5 separate regions of the Mus musculus genome follow, and regions 1, 2, 3 and 5 are each linked to region 4. Evidence: chromatin contacts called from public HiChIP or PLAC-seq and promoter capture Hi-C data. All regions are on one chromosome and are shown on one strand. Each heading gives the region's core, a stretch centred on a gene start, on an enhancer-like site or on the middle of the called end of the contact. The rest is flanking DNA. Distances are from core to core; before and after follow the strand shown. Region 1 overlaps Dclk2 (doublecortin-like kinase 2). Region 2 holds the start of Kirrel (kirre like nephrin family adhesion molecule 1). Region 3 has its middle 20 kb from the start of Gm23376. Region 4 holds the start of Lrba (LPS-responsive beige-like anchor). Region 5 overlaps Lrba (LPS-responsive beige-like anchor).

The links. Promoter capture Hi-C pulls out the DNA fragments that hold promoters and counts their contacts. HiChIP or PLAC-seq counts read pairs in DNA pulled down with a chosen protein or histone mark.
Region 1: a promoter capture Hi-C map of pre-B cells shows a contact between it and region 4, with 3 times the contacts expected there. The contact joins the enhancer-like site here to the promoter of Lrba in region 4. A contact is called at or near these places in 10 of 39 promoter capture datasets (3T3-L1-derived adipocytes, the C10 cell line, cranial neural crest and 6 more), 1 of 484 Hi-C or Micro-C datasets (embryonic stem cells) and 1 of 115 datasets of contacts at active chromatin or transcription factors (neural tube).
Region 2: a contact with region 4 is called in a promoter capture Hi-C map of hippocampal neurons, with 4 times the contacts expected there. The contact joins the promoter of Kirrel here to the promoter of Lrba in region 4. A contact is called at or near these places in 1 of 39 promoter capture datasets (hippocampal neurons) and 1 of 115 datasets of contacts at active chromatin or transcription factors (astrocytes).
Region 3: an H3K4me3 HiChIP or PLAC-seq map of embryonic stem cells shows a contact between it and region 4, with 8 times the contacts expected there. The contact joins the enhancer-like site here to the promoter of Lrba in region 4. A contact is called at or near these places in 9 of 39 promoter capture datasets (the 3T3-L1 cell line, the C10 cell line, cranial neural crest and 5 more), 1 of 484 Hi-C or Micro-C datasets (cortical neurons), 3 of 115 datasets of contacts at active chromatin or transcription factors (embryonic stem cells and pro-B cells) and 1 of 9 other capture datasets (liver).
Region 5: a contact with region 4 is called in an H3K4me3 HiChIP or PLAC-seq map of stem cell-derived neural progenitor cells, with 7 times the contacts expected there. The contact joins the enhancer-like site here to the promoter of Lrba in region 4. A contact is called at or near these places in 7 of 39 promoter capture datasets (the C10 cell line, cranial neural crest, embryonic stem cells and 3 more), 2 of 484 Hi-C or Micro-C datasets (the HL-1 cell line and granulocyte-monocyte progenitors), 16 of 115 datasets of contacts at active chromatin or transcription factors (the SCID.adh cell line, bone marrow-derived macrophages, cardiomyocytes and 10 more) and 4 of 9 other capture datasets (adipose tissue, liver, macrophages and 1 more).

Annotation. Positions count from the first base shown.
Region 1 is chr3:86,893,228-86,895,927 of GRCm38.p6, forward strand. All of the region lies in intron 2 of Dclk2 (doublecortin-like kinase 2), which reads right to left. Among named protein-coding and RNA genes, the nearest start is that of Dclk2, 26 kb to the right of the region's middle. Within about 2 kb of position 1,449, at least 35 of the 459 cell types and tissues checked have an H3K27ac peak or open chromatin away from gene starts, as enhancers often do. A contact at or near this core is called in pre-B cells, where this site is marked.
Region 2 is chr3:87,173,257-87,175,956 of GRCm38.p6, forward strand. Kirrel (kirre like nephrin family adhesion molecule 1) reads right to left here and starts at 1,281. Exons shown (of 16, transcript NM_001170985.2): 1 at 1,140-1,281.
Region 3 is chr3:86,949,495-86,952,194 of GRCm38.p6, forward strand. No RefSeq gene overlaps it. Among named protein-coding and RNA genes, the nearest start is that of Gm23376, 20 kb to the left of the region's middle. Within about 2 kb of position 1,332, at least 6 of the 459 cell types and tissues checked have an H3K27ac peak or open chromatin away from gene starts, as enhancers often do. A contact at or near this core is called in embryonic stem cells, where this site is marked.
Region 4 is chr3:86,223,262-86,225,961 of GRCm38.p6, forward strand. It overlaps Lrba (LPS-responsive beige-like anchor), which reads left to right and starts at 1,429. Exons shown (of 57, transcript NM_030695.2): 1 at 1,429-1,493; 2 at 1,808-2,243. The coding sequence starts at 2,028.
Region 5 is chr3:86,773,092-86,775,791 of GRCm38.p6, forward strand. It overlaps Lrba (LPS-responsive beige-like anchor), which reads left to right. Exons shown (of 57, transcript NM_030695.2): 54 at 9-110. Among named protein-coding and RNA genes, the nearest start is that of Gm52625, 24 kb to the left of the region's middle. Within about 2 kb of position 1,345, at least 101 of the 459 cell types and tissues checked have an H3K27ac peak or open chromatin away from gene starts, as enhancers often do. A contact at or near this core is called in bone marrow-derived macrophages, granulocyte-monocyte progenitors, liver and 2 more, where this site is marked.

The DNA of each region.
Region 1 (2,700 bases), core at 199-2,698, 670 kb after region 4:
TACAATGTACTTCCATATAATAAATAAATAAATCTTAAAAAAAAAAAAAGAAAGAGGAAAGCTTTCCTCAGGAACAGAATTCTGCTACTGACCCCTGAAAGGACAGTGGGATCAGAAAAGCTATTCAGCAAATATTATAATAGTAGTTGCTGGAGTCAATGATAATCAGCAGGCACTAACATTAATAGATCAAAATGTGAAAAACAAAAATATGTGCACATTCTTCTTCTTTTATTTATTTATTTAAAGATTTTATTTAAGTATATGAGTGCACCGTCATGTCTTCAGAGACACCAGAAGAGGGCATCATAACCCATTACAGATGGTTGTGAGCCACCATGTGGTTGGTAGGAATTGAACTCAGGACCTCTGGAAGAGCAGCCAGTGCTCTTAACCGCTGAGCCCTCTCTCCAGCCTATATGTGCACATTCTTAAGAAATATCCCTACAACTTATTAATTTATGCTTAAAATGTCAAAATTTATAGTGAAAAGCAACCTGCAATCAAGCGGCCAACCAGTAATGAGATTTATCCAGTGTGTCTGACTAAAGGCACTCAGAGGACGCAGCATGACTTCTGTAGTATTCTTACCAAAAACACAACCAAGATATCACTGTGAGAAAATACCACAAAGTTCTAAATCAAGAGGAACTATGCAAGATAACTAGCCAGAGCTCTCCCAAGCAACAAGACCACAAAAAGCCAAGGATGTGTCACTGTCAGAGGTGGAAAGGGTGACCATGAGCAAATGCATATGTGCTTCTGGATCAAGTGTGAGATGGGCAAGACACTGAGGAGGCACACTTGCCTGTGTAAGGTCTACACATGAACTAATGGTGTGTCTGTCAACCACACTTAGACAACTGCCTGTGTTCAAGAAGCGATAACGTTAGAGGAAGCAGGATGGAGATGATACAGAAAGCCTGGAGAGATGGCTCAGCAGTGAAGAGCACTGGCTGCTCTTTCAGAGGACCAGGGCTCAATTCTCAGCATCCACAAGGTAGCTCACACCTATCTAACTCCAGTTCCAGGAAATGCAACGCCCTCTTCTTGCTTTCTTGGCACCAGGCACCAGGCACCAGGCACCAGGCACCAGGCACCAGGCACCAGGCACCAGGCACCAGGCACAGTGCACAGACATATATAGGCAGACAAAACCCTCATGTATACAAATAATTTAAAATTTATTTTTTAAAAAAGTATATGGAATCATTATACAATTTTAAGACTAATTTCAAAGTTAAAAGTTAAGACATAAAAAATGTAGAGGCCTAAAATGAAGAAAGATCAAATACACATATTCCATAACCTGAACTACTCCCTGCAAACTAAACCTACTTTAAATGCTACAACTCCACTGTGTGGAATGACTGTAAGGAGCACTCTACTGCCTCTGTGAAGAACTTGTGGTAACTCCATGAAGAACTTCCTCTTCTGCCCAGCTTGCATCACTGTGGCCAAATATAGACTTGCTTGTCCTACACGTAATTGGCTTTTACGGCTATCTGTTCTGCTACAATGACAGTGCCTCAAAAGCAGAGAACTTCTCTTGCACCTGTTCCTCAAGCAACTAAGACAATGCCTAACAATAAAAAACAAAACCTCAATGACTGAACAAATTAATTCTACCTTAGCCCAAAAACATGTCACAAACTTAATAAAAATCCCTTCTTAGAAAGACAACTGGCCAGTTTCAAATAAAGTTTGAAGGTGAGTTGGCTCTTTGTGAGTCCACTCTCATAATTCAGTTCTGGTGAGGAGACTACCCAGGATTCTGGTGATACTGAATGTAATTTATTACATAAACATAATAAGAAAACTTACCAGAAAGTCATCCACAATCCTAGGACCAGAACATACTGTTTTGGCATTTATTATTTATTGCATTTGTCTACATATATAACAAAGTTTAGATAGTTATAAATGTAGGGTAGATCCCAATGTTGAAGTCTGCTCTCCCTTTATGAGATTCATAATAGTAAGTACATCCTCAGAATTTTTATATTCTACACGACAGTCACTGAACACCCTTCATGGGGTCTGTCTTAGTTACTGTTCTAGTGCTGAGAAGACATCATGACCAAGGCAACTAATAACAAGCATTTAACTTGAGGACTCACAGCACCAGAGGGTTAGAATCCACGACCGTCTTGGTGGGGGTCACGGCAGCAGACACAGAGCGTGGCACTGGAGCAGTAGTTGAGAGCTTAGATGTTGAGATAACACGAGGCAGAGAGAGGCCTAGCTGGGAATGTGGGTTTCAGAACCCCAAAGCCCACCCCTAGAACACACCTCCTCCCAAAGCCACACCTCCTACCTTCCCAAATAGTTCCACCAAATGGGGACCAAGTATTCAAATGTATGAATATATGGGGGTCATTTATATTCAAACTGCCACAGGGTCAAGCTTCATTTTCTGAGAGTTACCATAAATTTTGGAAATGTTGGTAAGTTATTCAGGACAAAGTAAATAAACTGTGCTATAAGGCAGAGTCTGGAAAAGAATTAGGAATGCTTATAACGTGGTAAAAGACATCATCCTTTGAATATCAGAAACTAGCTTTGAAAGCAAAGAAGTCTGGAGCTACACTGCTATATCAAAGATGGTCACCTCAAGTCCAAGTCACAAAGCTCTTTGGGGGCTGGAAAGATAACCCAGCAGGTAAAACCCTTGCCACACAGGAAGGAAGCTTAGAACCT
Region 2 (2,700 bases), core at 31-2,530, 950 kb after region 4:
GAGACCACCTCCTCCATTTTGAAGACTGTAACATCTCTGTAGGCGCCTGCCTATAAGAATGTCTGCCCCAAGTTTCTTTGTTTGCTCCATGGCTGGGGTGTGTGGAAGCAATTCTGTGTGAGTGAGTGCTATGTCCTTTGAATGTAGGAAACATGTATGTACAGTTTAAGTTTGATGCCAGGGTATAACTAGGCAAGTGTGTGTCAGCTTAGAAGAGGAATCTTCCTTCTTCAGAGGTGTCAATCAGTGTCTTTGTGTATGTGTCTGTCTCCATGTGTGTGTGTGTGTGGGTGGTGGGGGGGTCTCCTTAGGTGAGTAGTCTGTCTCCATGTCTCTGTTGGAAGCTATCTGTGTGTCTGATTTCTGTGCTCCAGTTCAGGCGAGGGGCTCGACAGTGTTAAATCTTCCTTGGAGTCAGTCTCAGGAGGCAAAAGCCTTTTCCTGCAGACCCCAGGCCTGGCTGGGGTTTGGACCCTTGGTTCCTTCACGTGCATCCAGCCCAGTGTACCTGAATGCACTCATCTCTCTCCCACTCTTCCTACCAGCTCTGCCCAGCTAGTTCCAAAGGAGCCTCAGAAACCTGCACTTTTCTGACCCGAAGTGAGTGCCTGGCTCAGTCAACTCCCCTTCCCCTGAACCCAGACAACCCTGGTATCTAGACTTCTATCTCCCACCCACAACCTCCAGGGCGGGGGACCGAATATAGCCTTCCTTTGAGGGGCAGCCCCAAGCAGTATGCAGCCGCACATCAGATGAAGGTGACTGTAGGCTGGATTGGGGTAGCAGGATCCCTCAGCCTCATCTTAGGAAGCCTGCGTCTGTGTTTTCCACGCACTCCGCCCCCCAAATCTGAAATCAAATCCCATCTCCTCCCAGCCTTTCTCTTGCCCAGGACCCAGTAGTCCGGCCCTGGGCCCAGGAAGTGGAGGGATGGAGGAAGGACCGCCAGGAACTGGAGGAAAGACTTTGAGCACTCCGATCCCTTTTCTACTCGGATCTCGGCTTTTGCGACCTAAGTTCTCTGTTCTCCCGCGCAGCCAGAGGAAGCAAGTTGGGCCGCTTCACCAAGAACTCCTCGGTGTTCTCCCGGAAACTCCACGCCCGTTCCCTGGACTCCCTAGCCCGCGGCTGGGGCTTACCTTGTGAGAAAGTGTTGTAGAGAGTGAGGATCCAGATGAGGAGGCTCAGCATGCTGTCCGCCCGCCGCTGGGCCCCAGTCGGCGCGAGCGGGGCCGCCGCTGGCTCTCTCTCCTCCCTCCCGCCCTTGCACACAAGGCGCACACTCGCTTGCCTCTCTAGCCGCCGGCTCGCTCCCCTGGCCCCTCCTCTCGTCCCGCGCCCCCTAATAATTTCTGCCCTCCGGCTTTATCTCTCGGGGCCTCTCTCAACCTCCGCGCCGCGCGCTCTCTCTCCCTCTCCCTCTCTTCCCTCCCCGGCTCCCTCCCTCTCTTCCTGACGTCTGCTCTCCCTCCGACGGCGCCTCCCTCCACTGCCCTCCCCTGGTCCCCCAACGCGCGCGCACACACTCGCTCCGCTCGCTGGAACCGAGATGGGAGGAGAGCAAAGAGAAAGGAATTGAGGGCAGAGGCAAGGGGTGGGGAGGGGTGGGGAGAACGAGGCGTCGCAGGCTCTGGAGCAAGGACCGCTGGGTCCTGGCCCACCAGTGCTTGGTGCGAGACCTACTTTTACCCCCAGTGGTGTAACTGAGCCGGGCATGGGGTGGCAGCCAGGACTGAGGACGAACCTTCATCAATTTGGATGACTGTGTTAGGAGGGGTGTGCTTCTTATGCGTCTGGGGGATGGGGGTGTAAAAGCTTTAAGATCTCTTCTTCGTTTTAATCCCAAACCCCAGAATCTAACCCTAGATGCCTAAATTAAGAATTCTCAATTAACTCGAGAGTGTTGGAGAGGGAGAAGCTCTTCTTGCCTACAAATCTCAGGCTGGAGAAATCTTGACTGTCTTTGAGCCCCTTCTGAGGGCTTCAGCCAGCCACATTGAGGCCCGCCTCAGCGCTGGAGTCCGTAGCAGCCATGAAGAGGCGCAGTTAACTCTTCCTTTGTTCACCCCAGACATTTATCTATCCGGAGGGAAAACCAAAGAACTCGGTGGCTTTCTCTTGTGCCTCCCCGAAGGCTTGCTACAGAAGGCAGCCACTGATCGATCTCTAAGCACTCAGGAACTTGAGGTGCACTGGGGTGAAGACATGGAGAATCGAAATAGAAGTGCATTCGGGTGGGTTCTCCAGTCCAGAACCCAGTGTAGTAGCCACCTCCTCTCCCAATCCCTAAATACATCCTTCTGCTCACTGGGCTGCTGAGTGTGGGAGAAATAATAGAAACACAGGAATTGCACAACTTTGCAATTACGCCCATCTGGAGAGGCCTCCACCTCTTCCTTCTCATATTCTAGATCTCCTGAGTCCCTAAAAGCTCCTGGCCAAGATAGCTTTATCTTCAGGCTTGGAACTAAGGCACACAGCTCTAGTGCCCTCTGCTGATATGAGATGGGCACAGTTTCCTCAAAAAATCTTGACAGTTAGATTGAGTGAGTGGTCCAGACGCAATCTGGAACAATTAGAGGGCACAGAAACAAAGTCAAAACTAGCCAGCTAACCAGTCAACCAACCAAACTAACAAACGACCCATAAGTTCATATTCAAAAGCATAATATGACTCAGAGTTCTCTTTATGTTAAAAAT
Region 3 (2,700 bases), core at 82-2,581, 730 kb after region 4:
CCCTTTATGGACAACGCAACCCATGTATATTCATAATATACCATACATAGAGAAAGAATGCATTAAATGTTCGGGGGTTGGAGTGATCGCTGCCACGAACATGGACACATATGCTCATATGCATGTACCACTGCACCCTACATGTAATATTACAACATGGAAAAAGACTTCAAAAAAAAAAAAAGAAAGAAAAAAAAAGAGTTTACAAAGAAATGAAAGTTATAATCAGGAAAACAAATAACCCAATTAAAAATGGGCTACAGATCTTAACAGAGAATTCTCAAAAGAGTAAACACAAATGCTAAGAAACAATGAAATCTTCAACAACCTCCTTTTTCAGCAGGAAAATGCAAATGAAAACCACTTTGAAAATTCATGTTAGAATTGCTGTCAGAATGGCTAAGATCAATGAACCACATGGCAACCCATGCTGGTGAGGCTGTGGAGGAAGAAGGAGTGCTCACCCAGTGTTGGTGGGAATGCCACCACAGAACTCAGTGCGGTGGTTCCAGGAAGACTGGAATTGGTTTTACCTCAAGATTCAGTTATATCCCTCTTGGGCATATATCCAGGGACAGTTCATCCTACCATAGAGCCTCTTGGTCAACCATGTTTATTACTGCTCTATTCATCATATCATAGCTAGAAACTGGAAACAACCTAGAAGTCCTTCAACAAGAGAACATATAAAGAAAATGTGCTATATTTATATAATGGGATATTACTCTGTTTTAAAAAAAAATGAAATCATGGAATTTATAGGTAAGTGGCTGGAACTACAAAAAAGTCATCCCAAGTGAGGTAACCTAGACCCAACAATACAGATAAGGCATGAATTTACTGATATGTGGATATTATCTGTTAAGTCAATGATAACCAAGTTACAATACATAAAACCATGGAGCCTAGGTATGGGGTGAGGGACTTGGTGTCGGGTACTTCAATCTCCCTGGGAAAGGGAAATAGATAGTTATGGATTGATGAGGTGGGGGTGGAATGGGGGGGGATCTAGTAGGGAAGGGGAGGAAAGAGGAGGACTGAATGAAAAGAAGAGATAAAAGGAAGACATGACTGCTCCTAAGGGGTTGAGATTTTTATTAAAATATAAGGAAGAGCACAGGCAGAGGCATCCGGGGTGGTCAGACTGAATATGACCTGTAGACTGACCTGTAGACTGAATTGGGCCATGTGAGGAGGGGAGAGAGCAGAAACCAAGAGGTCAGGAGAGAGAGAAGCAACAACAGCAGCCAAGAGCAACAAGAGTCAGAGACAGGCATAGCCAAAATGGCAGGCTTATCTAGGGCAGGGCATTTGTGGGAAGGGCAGTGACGCTCAGAAGAACCTGGCCCCCCACTGTTAGCTTTGACATGTTAAATAGGTTCCTCTGACGTTTTATCTGGGGTTTCTTTGAGGCCTAACAGGAACAGGAGAGGGGAAATGGAGAGACAGCTAAAATTAAGGGCCAGTTGAGGGGTTGAATGAAAACCTGATACTGTAGAAGTTTGTAAAAATGTGCATATATGAAGGCTATGTAAATGATGTTGTTAAATAACAAGGGAGACAGAACTCCAACTTGTCACTAAATGAAACTTCCGTTAACAGGATTTGGTTATATCTAATTGAGTTGTTGGTCAAAGGGGTCCCACGGACTCCCCAAACAACCCAGGCTGCTGCCAAGATTCATGGGTTGTTCTCCACAAAGACGGCCCCATTGCTGAAGGCAACACCTGCATAGAACATGGGGATGTCAAACTGGCACCTACATAGAGTCTTCACCCCTATGTACTAGCTCTTTGGTGTAGGAAGAGATTTTGCACACTACCAAAGGAGAAAGGTAAACACCCACTCAACCACAAACCCTCTAATTTAAAATGGTGTCTTGTCTGCAAGATATGCTATTGCAATGGTAGCACAAAGCTTTTAGGAATAACCAATATCTGATTTGACTTAAGGCCCACTCCACAAGATGGAACCCATACTCAACACTGCGTGGCTGACCATCAAATACAGAGACCCACAGCCAGATGTTATATAAAGAATAAGAGGACTTGGAACACTCAGACCTAAAGAGGATATCTCCATCAAATCCCTTCCCTCGGGGCTCACGGAACTTCTCAAAATCAGAAGTAGAAAGAATGTAAAAAGCCCCTAGGGACGGCAAACACCAAGGAAACAAGGCCTGCAAATCATTAGGGTCAGTGCACACAGGAACTCATAGAGACTGAGGCAGTATGAGGGCCTGCACTGGTCTGCACCAGATGGAGTCCTACAGATGAAAGGAGAAGTGGACACATACCCCATCCCTAACCAAGAAGCTATCTCCAATTGATAAATACTTGAAAATGAAATTTTTCTCCAAGACAATCTCACTGGGAAAGCAAGCTATCCTAAGGGTAGGCTGCCTGCCCGTCAGTAGATGGCCAACAGAAAACAAGCTCATTGGTGTCTTTGGAGGTACCGTGTCTCATAATGTCAGGTCAGGGCTTTTTATTTATTTCTTCTCCTTTTAATCTTATTTTTTATTTTATGAAAAAAATTCTAAGGAAAGATATGGCGGATGAAGTAACTCATGGTCATGATTGGTGGCTTGTTGGAAATGGGGATAGAGGAGGAGAGAAGATAAATACGTCAAGAGTTGAGCAGAAAATAAGACTATAGGAGTTTGTATTTGAATGAGTGACCAGAGAGAGGTGTCCCAGA
Region 4 (2,700 bases), core at 179-2,678:
TTTGATTACTTCATCCCGTCATTTTTAGGAACCTGGGAGTATTTTAGTACTTTAAAGTCTTATCCCAGAGAATACTAATAGAACAACTACCTCCTCTATGTTCATTTTATTTTATACTAATGCACCAGGATCAATGCTTTGCCATCATCAGAGGCAGTGAAGAGAATGACAACATTAGACTATGACAATTTGTACTGGCTTCAAATCCTCATTTATATATATTTAAAAGCATCTATAATGAGGCAAACTTAACTTCCACACTGGGAAATTGAGAGGAACCCCCTTTCCCATTTCCAGCCCCCCCCCAACCCCCCCGGTGAATCCCGCCTCCACAGCTCCGAGCAGCTGTCTGAGGAATGAATCCTCTACTCCTTAGAATGTGGGAGAGCTTTGCTGGGGCGGCAGCTGCCAGGCAAGGAATCCTCCCAGTCGCTGTCCCTCCCCTCCGAGCAGCGGCAGCTGCCAGGGCATCCCAGTGGAAATCTTTCCCAGTTAGCGCCGCGGGCGGGCAGGCAGCAGCTGAGCTCAGTCAGGGGTGGAGACTGCTCCCCAGAGGCTCCAGCGCCGCCACCTCAACGACTCCTAAGTCCCTCAGGTGTCCTTCTCCAAGTCCAACACGAGGACACCTTGACAACGTGGGGCGGGTACCCTCGGCGCTCAGAGACCTGCTGTTGCACAGCACCCGCCTCCCGTTCGTCGCCAAAGCACAGTCTGGGCGAAGAGTGCGAGGGAAAAGCGCGCCGCTCGCGGCTCTACCTGAGCAGCGCGCTCTCGAGGCGCGCTCCCGCCCGCGTGGCACCTCCAGCGAGCGCGCGTGCTCTGCTCCGCCACTCACCCGCGATTCTCCGGGCCCGCCCGCACGTCCCCTACTAAGCCGCCTCCGCTAGGGCGCCCGCCCGCTCGCTCGCTCGCCCGCCCCACCACCCCGCGCGCTCGCGCTCGCGCACGCGCACGCCGCGCCCGGCGGCCCTCGGCGCTGTCATGGCGGCGAGGAGCAGCTTCAGTAGGCATAGGGGTAGTCCCGCGCGCCGTAGCCCGGCGTTCTGTGGCAGTAGCATCCTCGGCCACCGCGGCGGCACGAGCCGCGGCGTCGCCCCCGCCTGCAGTAGCTGCGTTTGCAAGGGCTGAGCGCAGGGGTGGGGCGGCCTAGGGAAGCACGGAGTTCTAGGCAGCCGCCGGGCTCCCGGGGAGCGGACTAGGGAAACTTGAAGGCTGCGACCAGGTGCCTTGACCTTTCTCTCCCCGGTCCCGTCCCGGTCCCTGTCCCCGTCCCCGCAGGCGCGTCGGGCCTGCCTTCCCGCCCCAGCACACACCTCCCTTCCTCTCCTCAGCCGAGCTCAGGTGCCCGGGCGAGGTGCTCCACTCCTCCCCCTGGGCCGAGCGCTGAGGAGAATCACCGCCCCCTTCCCCCGCCTTTTCCTGCCCTGGATCTCCGCCGCCACCTCCGTCTCGCTGCGCCCCGGCGGGGGTGAGGACGAGGCCGGAGTCTCCGGGTGAGGAGGAACTTTGGACCTCAGTGGTCGCAGGGGCCCCCCGTCCTCTGCCGGCGACAGTCCCCCGCGGTGCACCTGCCCGCGCCCACCACCTGCGCGGGCTGGGGGGGGGGGGGGAGGAGTGAGCCTGCTCGCCGGCCTGGAGGACCCGCCTTCGGCGGAGCGGGCGATGGAGCCCGGGAGGAGCGGCCGGCCGGCTGGCCCTTGGGGTGCCCTTAGTAACTTATTTGACAGACAGTAACTATTTCCCTCTCCTCCCTAAAAAATCCCACGACAGACCTACCCTATTTAACAGATGTTTAATCTTCCAATAGGCTTTGGCGTTGTTGTCAGCCTCCGGGAGAGAGATTGGACAAATAGTCTCCAAGAGGAGGAGGGCGACGACCAAGGACTTTCCTGCTTTTTTGGGTTTCTCCGCAAGTTGGAACAGAGACCCTTTTTGGTTTAGCGTTTGCGTGTGTGTTGGTGCCTCTTCTCCGTGCAGCGACTGCTGGCCCAGGGTGACTCTGACTTGTCCTTTCTCGTGAACTAGTCATGGCTAGTGAAGACAATCGTGCCCCTTCCCGGCCACCAACAGGTGATGACGGGGGAGGTGGAGGGAAAGAAGAAACCCCTACGGAAGGGGGTGCGCTGTCTCTGAAGCCGGGGCTCCCCATCAGGGGCATCAGAATGAAATTCGCCGTGCTGACGGGGTTGGTTGAAGTTGGAGAAGTGTCCAATAGGGATATTGTAGAAACTGTCTTTAACCTGGTAAGTAGATCAATATTTTATAAGCATATACTTTTCTCGGTGAGTTGGGGAGCAAGACGAAGTTGGGGTCATGTGCTTCACTCAATCTAATGGCTTTTTCCACGGATAGACACAAAATTCTACTTGACCTAAATGGAGCAATTACTTGTATTTCAGTTTAAAGAGAATTATGCAAAATTTGATGCTTCAGGTTTTCAATGAACATGAACAGATCACCTTTGTGCTAATTAAGCAAGTGTTGATGTGGAAGTATATTTGTGTGTGTATGTGTGTGCATGTGTGTGTGTAGTCAGGTGTTCAATGGAGAATTTGGATGTAACTTTTTTTTCCTCTTGGAGTGTATGTTTAAGCCTGCGATTTTTCTCTTTAATATTTTGAATAAATGACTTTTTTTTTTTTGGACTTGGGAGCTAATGTAAGTTTTTGCCTAAGTTATGTTTTGCTATAGTTAGTTTTA
Region 5 (2,700 bases), core at 95-2,594, 550 kb after region 4:
TGTTAAAGGTGAAACTGCCACCCCTCGGGCCATTCTCACAGGCCATGACTACGAGATCACCTGTGCTGCTGTCTGCGCTGAGCTGGGCCTGGTGTTAAGTGGTTCCCAAGGTAAAGTTGTGGTTTCTTCAAAGTGTTGGCTTCTTTTGTCATATTAATGTGAACAGAAATGAGGTTGGATCCTGTTCTCTAAAACTCCAGTCTATTATGGTAGCCACACAGGGCTACTTAAATATATGCTACTTAAAACTCACATTCTGTAAGAGCAATAGCTACACTTGGAGATAGAATATTCTCATAAGGACCAAAAGCCTGGTTTTAGTTTTAGCTCCCTGGTCTAAATCTAAGGATTCTAGCTACTCTATAAACAGCAGCAGTTGGTGACCTAATCTCCATGAAGCAGGAACAAGGAACATCTTTATATGTTTGTTTATTTCTCTGACCTCCAGAAGGTTGAATGGGAATCCTGGCCCTGACTTTAGTATATGTGTGCCCACATTCGTGCCATATCATGTGTGTAGAGGACAGGTGACTTGTGATGATTGGTTCCCTTCCTTCACAATGTGTGGGGACCAGGGATTAAAATCAAGCCATCAGGTTCAGCAACAAGTCCCTTTACCTGCTAAGCCATCTTGACAGCCCCTGACTCTGCTTCACTTCCGGATTTCAGAACTAAGCAGGCCTAGAGTGACATGACAGACACTGGAGTGTAGAGGACTTGAGCTAGTTTGCTGGATCATCTGCTGCTAGCACTTGCCTGAGGTTAGAGGTACTGAGTGCTCCTTCCAAGAGCAGGTGAAACAGACCAGGATCCAGCAGCAAAGAAGCTGTTTGCAGTTCAGTGCCTCTTCCTCCACCTACCAGTCTGCCCGTCTCCTCTCTGTGATGGGGACTGAGCAGAGGACTCCTATCACCTGGTGTGTTTTAAGCTCAGAAGCACAGAGCATCTGAGTCACTGTCTCTGCAGCTTGAACTAGAGTAGTACAGCTATCGGGCCAGAATGAATATTTAAAGTTTTGCTTTGAAAAACGTAGTTGGTCAAAGCAGTGAAAAAGTAGTATGATCCCTTGGACTGTATCTAACCCATATCAAACCTTAAAATTAATTACTATTATAGACCATCCCTGCTTTGCACAGTAAAATGACATGTAAACAGAAATCACACAGAATTATCTGAGACACTGTCTCGGTGGGAAATTTTTTTTATTTTATTTTTTTATCATTTTCCATGGTCTAAAAGTTTTTGTCAAAACATTAGAAACAGCCAGGCAAAGCACATACCTTTAGTCCCAGCACCCAGGAGGTAGAGGCAAGGGGGAATCTCTGAATTCAAAGCCAACATGACCTACAATGAGTATCTGGACAGCCAAGGCTACATAGCAAGGCTAGACACCTTATCTCAAAAATAAAGCTAAAAACAAACCCAGCCGTGCAGTTTCATGTCTTTGAGAAACAGTTCTCAGGGACAGGTGAACATGGGCACCAGTCTTGTTCTGAAAACCTAAGCATCTCTTCTGTGCCTGGGGAAATTGCCAGTCCTCTTCTGTTTGAGCGGTTCACTTTTCTTTTGTTTAAGTGTTATGACACACCCTCAAGGGTCCCCTAATGTGGGGCTTTCCTTAGTTTCACTTCCTCTGGACATCATCAGCTCTGTTACAACCACTGTCCTGAGTTATGCCAGCAAGTTTCCTTTGTCCGTTTCCTGGCTGCGTATCTAGTGTCTTGGCAGCATCCGGAGCTGACTCTGCTCTCTCTACAAAATACTCCATTTATATTCACTTCTTTATTGAAGCTCATCATTGTTGGCCAATACCCTTCTCTGGTTACCTCCTTTTATAAAATGCCGCATGGCTGTTACTGTGAAAGGAGAGGCAACAAAGCTGCTGTTTGCTGTCTGTGTGACCTAAACAACAGATGCTGGTTACTTATATGCCTTCAACGCGGTGATGTGGGGTCTTCCAGTTGCTCAGCTGCTATTAATATACGCGTTCATGGTCTGAAGAGCTAGCCATGAAGTGTGTTTATACAACTGCTCTGATAACTGAAATCTGAACTGTGTTGTTGTGATGCTAGTGTTATTTAGGGAGTTGGAACTGAAGCTGATGTATCCTGAAACTATGCAAAAACAAACGTGTGCCTGTCTTGGGAAACACTGAAACAGAGAAGGCGTGCTCTAGTAGCCATGTAGGGAGCAAGCATATGTGAGACCAGGAACAAGGCAGGGCAAGGACCCACGCTCTCCCCGTCTCTCAAACAGAAAAGCTCTGGTGTGTGTGTGTGTGTGTGTGTGTGTGTGTGTGTGTGTGTGTGTGTGCTGGGGGGGGGGTGTTCAGCAGTTACTGTCCTCGGGGTCTCAGCCTGGGGTATCACTGGGGACTTGAGAGTGGCAGAAGCCACTGCCTGCTTTAGGGATATCAGGGAATATCTCACTCAGTTTAATAGTGGTAGAAGGAATCCAGTCTTTCAGCCACAGAGCTGTACGCAGTGAGAGAGAAGCTGCCCTGGCTGGCTGCATCTACATTGATGCAGTCTGCTCTGCCCAGCCCTCCAGGAAGGGTACCCCTGTGCCTGGCGGTGGCAGCATTTATACCCCAGCCTCCCGTGAAGCTGCTCTGGGACTGGAGATTGTCTTCCTTTTGGAGTTCTTCTTGTTTCTCCCCGCTCGTGTTATAATGGATTGCATACAGTAACTTCTGTCTCA